2 separate regions of the Mus musculus genome follow, and region 2 is linked to region 1. The links are chromatin contacts, called in public HiChIP or PLAC-seq maps. All regions are on one chromosome and are shown on one strand. Each heading gives the region's core, a stretch centred on a gene start, on an enhancer-like site or on the middle of the called end of the contact. The rest is flanking DNA. Distances are from core to core; before and after follow the strand shown. Region 1 has its middle 5.6 kb from the start of Gm36443. Region 2 overlaps Lef1 (lymphoid enhancer binding factor 1).

What was found. HiChIP or PLAC-seq counts read pairs in DNA pulled down with a chosen protein or histone mark.
Region 2: an H3K27ac HiChIP or PLAC-seq map of T-cell acute lymphoblastic leukemia shows a contact between it and region 1, with 2.7 times the contacts expected there. The contact joins two enhancer-like sites. A contact is called at or near these places in 1 of 39 promoter capture datasets (hippocampal neurons), 2 of 15 datasets of contacts at CTCF or cohesin (large pre-B cells and pro-B cells), 11 of 484 Hi-C or Micro-C datasets (bone marrow-derived macrophages, differentiating embryonic stem cells, embryonic fibroblasts and 5 more), 12 of 115 datasets of contacts at active chromatin or transcription factors (the 230-238 cell line, T-cell acute lymphoblastic leukemia, bone marrow-derived dendritic cells and 9 more) and 1 of 9 other capture datasets (embryonic stem cells).

What each region holds. Positions count from the first base shown.
Region 1 is chr3:130,807,921-130,811,215 of GRCm38.p6, forward strand. No RefSeq gene overlaps it. Among named protein-coding and RNA genes, the nearest start is that of Gm36443, 5.6 kb to the left of the region's middle. Within about 2 kb of position 1,916, at least 44 of the 459 cell types and tissues checked have an H3K27ac peak or open chromatin away from gene starts, as enhancers often do. A contact at or near this core is called in the 230-238 cell line, T-cell acute lymphoblastic leukemia and pro-B cells, where this site is marked.
Region 2 is chr3:131,207,430-131,210,605 of GRCm38.p6, forward strand. All of the region lies in intron 11 of Lef1 (lymphoid enhancer binding factor 1), which reads left to right. Among named protein-coding and RNA genes, the nearest start is that of Hadh, 63 kb to the right of the region's middle. Within about 2 kb of position 1,717, at least 77 of the 459 cell types and tissues checked have an H3K27ac peak or open chromatin away from gene starts, as enhancers often do. A contact at or near this core is called in the 230-238 cell line, T-cell acute lymphoblastic leukemia and pro-B cells, where this site is marked.

The DNA of each region.
Region 1 (3,295 bases), core at 666-3,165:
TGATGTTGCCTCTGGGGTTCCTAGAACAGGTGTGGCCTCCAGGAAAGCACAGGTCTTCTGCCAATGTTGGTGGCCAGAATATAGGGCCCAAGTGATGGGGTGCAGTTACGTCTGTTAGGTGTGCCGTAAGGGGACTTGGCAGACATAGGGAATAAGGTGGGGTCTTACCTGGGGTCCCTGGTGCTGATGTGGCCTTTGGGAAAGCAGCAACATATAGGGAATTTGAGACCAGCCTGGGGTACACCAGGTGTTACTGACTAGAAGAGCTAGGATGTAAGACTGGTCTAAGGTGAGGGTAACTCTCTCCTGGAAGTGTGATATCAGAGCAATGGGCTTTATCAAATATCACTGTTCTCATTTAATGCTTGGCTCTCTTTCTTCCCTTACAAATCTGTGTATGTGAGCCTCCTGGATGGTATCTCTCAAGGGGCCCTACAAGGCTTCTGCTTCACAGGAGGCTAAAGCCGCCTCCTTAGAACTCAGGGCTACAGAAGAGCACAGAGGAAGATGGTAGGTTACCTAGTTACTTCCTCCATACCAACTGGGTGGAGAAAATGTCAAAGGGAGAAAAGTGATGCAGTGTGTGTGCCTTTAAAATCACAAATTCATGTGGAAAAATAAGGGTGTGTTTCTGTTTATTTTAAAATGTATTTTTATTAAACCTTTGATAATTTCATAATACATACATATATGCGTGTATTTTGATCATATTCATCTCTGCTCTTCTCCCTAAGTCCTCCTAGATATACCCCTTATTCCCCTTTTCAAACTTTATGTCCTCTTCCTCCTCCTCTTCTTCCTCCTCCTCCTCTTCCTTCTTCTACTTCAGAGAAAGTGTATCTTTTTTCTAGCTATTCTAGAACTCACCATGTAGACCAGGCTGGCCTCGAACTCACAAATACTCACTTGCCTCTGCCTCCCAAGTGCTGAGATTAAAGGTGTGTGCCTGACTGTTCTTTTATTTTCTTAAAAAAACAAAACAAAGCAACACCACCCAAAGAATTCAGTTTGTGTAGGAGTTCACCCTTGTACTCTAGGGTGCAGTGCTACCCACCCAAGAATGGCTGACCTACCAAGGGATGCACCCTTAATGAAATATGACTCTCTTTTCCCTAGTAACCATCAACTATCAATAGCTCGTCAATGCTAGGGGTAGGGACTGTGAGCTCCTTCTCGCCTTATGCTGGAGTGATGACTGGTTACTTTGAAATTGTGCAGATAGCCACAGCTACTCCGAGGCTAACAATCCCTTCATATCCAGAAAATGCAAAATACCAAACCTAAGGTTAGTTGTGGCTAGGCTACCAGAACCTTACTAAAGTCCTGGGTGAAACATTTTGTGACCCCTGGACTGGGAGACCCTTGTCTGAAGTCTCAGATTGATTGGTGTGTTGTTTTCTAAATTGCCATCAAAGGCATGGAGATAACTCAGAGAGCTCATGTGTGTGCTTCCATCATGTGCATCTGACTAAGAACTCCAGCATCTGACTTTCTGTCTCAAATGCTTCCAGTGACAGAGCTGGAGAGATGGCTCAGCGGTTAAGAGCACTGACCTCTTTTCCAGAGGTCCTGAGTTCAATTCCCAGCAACCAAATGGTGGCTCACAACCATCTGTAATGGGATCTGATGCCCTCTTCTGGTGTGTCTGAAGACAGCTACAGTGTACTCACATACATAAAATAAATTTTAAAAATGGCTTCTGGTCTCTGTAGATATACTGTTTCCATGCTTTACCTCAGACAGGACTCCCAGGCCTGCGCCTGAGCCTTCATCCTCTGCATGTGCCCTCAGTACTGGGGTTGCAGATCTAAGCCAAGTTTTTCAATTAACAAGCGAGGGAACACGAAGTAGTAAGGCTCCCCTCCCCCCATCCCTCTTAGAAGAGTCATCTAAGCTGAGCCCGAGTCTGTGGTTCCTTTTGGGTAATTTTTTTTTTGTCTTGCCTCACTGCATACAGGGGAAAAGTGGCCCTTGCAGTACACATGGGTGACCTTGTTCGAAGACAGACAGGTGGGATCTGTGCAGCTGACAGCAGCCCTTCATAGTTTGCATAGCACAAGTGCCCAGAATTATGAAGGCCCAGGTCAAACAGGTGCCGCTGACTTCGGTACGCTGATTGCTTGAAGGCAGGAACACCGAGTGGAGAGACTTTGTAGAAGTGGCCACTAGTCACCCAAAGTGAGACGTTCTGGAGGCCGCCTGAAGACATTCTCAGGTCCATGAGAGTGAGTTCTTTCAAACTCTGGCCATTTCAGACTGCTCAACAGCCCATGAAATCATGGGACACCCACATACTTCCTTCCTGATGGAGGAAGGAGATAAGTACCTGCTGCTAAAAGCGGAATGGAAAATGAATCTAACCACCATTTATTTTTGTTCCATCGGATGAATATAGGCATTTAAACAACTTTATGTGGCTCAGCAAAGTCACAAATATCCGTAAAGTAACCGAGTCTCCTGGGGGAGAGCCCTCTGTGCTTGCTCTGGTCAGGTTTGAAGAGGACATCTGCCCTGGAGCTGCGGCATCTTTCTGAATGGTGTGGAGTTAGGGGAGATCATGTTGCCATGGCAGCAGTGAGGCGTGAAGGAGGAGTCAGCACTGAATCTTGCCATGGACCTTGACTTGGAGGACGACATGTGGGCATGAGAGGGAAGGGGCTTGCAGAAAATGAATCATGGCTCAGGGTAGGAGATGAGAACGCGAAATGCCATCCCAGACAGAACACATGAGACTTTCACATCACACCTGAGGGTTTTAGTTTGAAGCCCTACTCCCAGTGCATTCCAGGGGAGGGGGCTTTCTGGGAGGCAGCCATCAAAAGAGTATAGCCCTCACGGTTGGCTTACTGCCTCCTATAAGGACTGGCAGTTATGGCCTATCTCTGCTCTATGAGGATCTAGTACCACAACCACCAACCTTCAGAGTAAGAGTGTTCTGACCAGAGACACCAATCCCTAACTGTAGGAGGAAGCATCCACATGATACCTGGTTTAATCCACCTGCTTTGTTGAATTTTGCTATTTCAGCCAGAGTCGTCATTGGTTTTTGCTCCAAATAAAGATTATATGACAATCAAAACTCACTCGTGATTACCACAGCCTCAGACGTTGGCTGTAAGAGCAGCAACAGCAGCTGCCGCTGGGACTGGGAAGTCAGTCTGCTGATGTTATGGGGACGACGGGAGAAAGGCTTGGTGCGTGTGCTGGGGATAATGTGGATAACAAGAGATACTTGGATAACAACAAGAAAAAGACGCGCTGGAGAAGAAAACAAATTGCCCCAGGGCAGTGATGC
Region 2 (3,176 bases), core at 467-2,966, 400 kb after region 1:
GTCACAGAAATCTTTGAGATTCTCGCCACTAATTTTTTTTTCCTGAAGGTTAAGGAGTCTTCTTTGAATATACTACAACAAAACAAAACCTTCCCCTGTCCCCCAATTCTCCTTGAGCCCCCAGCTGCTGCCCCCCATTGCCCTAGAGCCCCCAGCTGCTGCTCCCCCCATTGTTCTTGAGCCCCTGGCTGCTGTCCCCCATTGTCCTTGAGCCCCCAGTCGCTGTCCCCCATTGTCCTCGAGCCCCCAGCTGTTGCCCCCCCCATTGTCCTCGAGTCCCCAGCTGCTGGGTGAAGCCTGGCTTGCTGCACTTACTGCTTAAAGCCACTAGTATCGTGCCCCCCCCCCCCCTCTCTCTCTCTCTCTCTCTCTCTCTCTCTCTCTCTCTCTCTCTCTCTCTCTCTCGTTTCCTGGATGGGCCACATGGTCTTTGAAGTCACCACTCACACACCACCACCACCACCACCACAGTCTTGTGCAGAGAAAACCTGGGAGTTACGAGATATGTGCAGAGCATAGAGGAACCCAGGCGGCCATCCAGAAAGAGTCCAGTGAATTAGTGATGACAGAATGCTTGCTTTCCACACCTCTCTTCTTCCTTTGCTGTAAGAACTCCTGCACCGGGGCTTGCCAGCCACTAGTGCTTATTAAGACCTGGAGATGCTGCATCGAATGGGACAGAGAGGGACCCCACTGTCATGTGCTACCTGTGCCACTGGAGGGTGTTTGACAAAGGAGTCTTGCCAAGAAATCTAATGCTGCAATAAAAATAAAAGATTCTTGGCAGCCAGCAGTAGTATGCACGCCTTTAATACCAGCACTTGGGAGGCAGAGGCAGGTCAGCCTGGACTACAGAGTGAGTTTCAGAACAGCCAGGGCTACACAGAGAAACCCTGACTCTAACCCGCCCCACCCCCACCCCCCAAAAAAAGGTTCTTGGCCCTCAAGACCTCAAGAAAGTACTCTGCCATGGAGGAGGGCCCTGTGACAGTCATCTGTAGTCCCTTCTGGAAGAGCTGCAGCAGAGAGCCCCAGGACTGGTCTACCCAGGTCTCACAGTCTCTGGTCTTGGGTCTGCATGGGGTGAGAGAGTAGGGAGAGAAACCGGGGCCTCTAATTAATTCATCTAACTTCTGATCTGCACCGCCTCGTGGTGCTGCCACAGGGACCCTTTTGTCTCCCTTCCCTAACGTGCCACCGCCCAGACTGCTTCTGTGTGACAGTCAATTGCCTGTGTGGTTCTTCACTTCCTGTGCAGATCCCCTCCGAGGCCTCTTCCCCTCCCCAGAGTGGTTTTCTGGCGCCCACAAGTACTCAGAACTACTACTGATTACGTGGGTTTGGTTTCTCCCATGGTGTAGGAAGGTCCTGTCTTGCCTGAGCCGATCTCACCTCAGAAGCAAGCCCAGGACAGACAGATGGAGCACTTGATTAGAACCTACTCGCTTTGTAGAGCCGCGGTTCTCAACCTGTGGGTCACGGCCCCTTTGGCAAACCTCTGTCTCCAAAAATATTTACGCTACCATTCACAACAGGAGCAAAACTACAGTTAGGAAGTAGCGGTGGAAATAATTTTATGGGTGGGGGTCACCACAGTGTGAGGGAACTGTATTCAAGGGCCACAGCATCAGCAAGGTTGAGAAGCACCGCTCTAAAGAGAGGTGAAATCACCCCAGCCGTCTTTCAGTCCTGAGAGGGCAATGCCCAGTCTGTGTACCCACCAAGGCCTGGGCAGGGTGCGGGCAGAGGCTCTGCCTCCAGGGAAACCTCATAGGTATCTTACAGTCATACATTCAGGGGCTTCACACTCCAGTTCACACCCAGCCTGCTCAGTGGTACCCACCCTCCCACCTCAACCCTCTGGCCTGGAGCTCCTCCACTTTGTTTTTTTCCTAGGAGTTCCCCTGAATTTTCAGGATCGATCTTTCTTTTTCTTTCTCTCTCTCTCTTTCTTCCTTCCTTCCTTCCTTCCTTCCTTCCTTCCTTCCTTTCTTTCTTTCTTTCTTTCTTTCTTTCTCTCTCTCTCTCTCTTCCTTCCTTCCTTCCTTCCTTCCTTTCCTTCCTTCCTTCCTTCTTTCCTTCTTTCCTTCTTTTTTTCTTTTTCTTTTTTTTTTTTTTTCCATTTTTTATTAGGTATTTAACTCATTTACATTTCCAATGCTATACCAAAAGTCCCCCATATCCACCCACCCCCACTCCCCTGCCCACCCACTCCCCCTTTTTGGCCCTGGTATTCCCCTGTACTGGGGCATATAAAGTTTGCAAGTCCAATGGGCCTCTCTTTCCAGTGATGGCCGACTAGGCCATCTTTTGATATATATGCAGCTAGAGTCAAGAGCTCCGGGGTACTGGTTAGCTCATAATGTTGTTCCACCTATAGGGTTGCAGATCCCTTTAGCTCCTTGGCTACTTTCTCTAGCTCCTCCATTGGGAGCCCTATGATCCATCCATTAGCTGACTGTGAGCATCCACTTCTGTGTTTGCTGGGCCCCGGCATAGTCTCACAAGAGACAGCTACATCTGAGTCCTTTCAATAAAATCTTGCTAGTGTATGCAATGGTGTCAGCGTTTGGATGCTGATTATGGGGTGGATCCCTGGCTATGGCAGTCTCTACATGGTCCATCCTTTCATCTCAGCTCCAAACTCCGTCTCTGTAACTCCTTCCATGGGTGTTTTGTTCCCAAATCTAAGGAGGGGCATAGTGTCCACACTTCAGTCTTCATTCTCCTTGAGTTTCATGTGTTTAGCAAATTATATCTTATATCTTGGGTATCCTAGGTTTGGGGCTAATATCCACTTATCAGTGAATACATATTGTGTGAGTTTCTTTGTGAATGTGTTACCTCACTCAGGATGATGCCCTCCAGGTCCATCCATTTGGCTAGGAATTTCATAAATTCATTCTTTTTAATAGCTGAGTAGTACTCCATTGTGTAGATGTACCACATTTTCTGTATCCATTCCTCTGTTGAGGGGCATCTAGGTTCTTTCCAGCTTCTGGCTATTATAAATAAGGCTGCTATGAACATAGTGGAGCATGTGTCCTTCTTACCTGTTGGGGCATCTTCTGGATATATGCCCAGGAGAGGTATTGCTGGATCCTCCGGTAGTACTATGTCCAGTTTTCTGAGGAACCGCCAGACTGATTTCCAGAGTGGTTGTACAAGCCTGCACT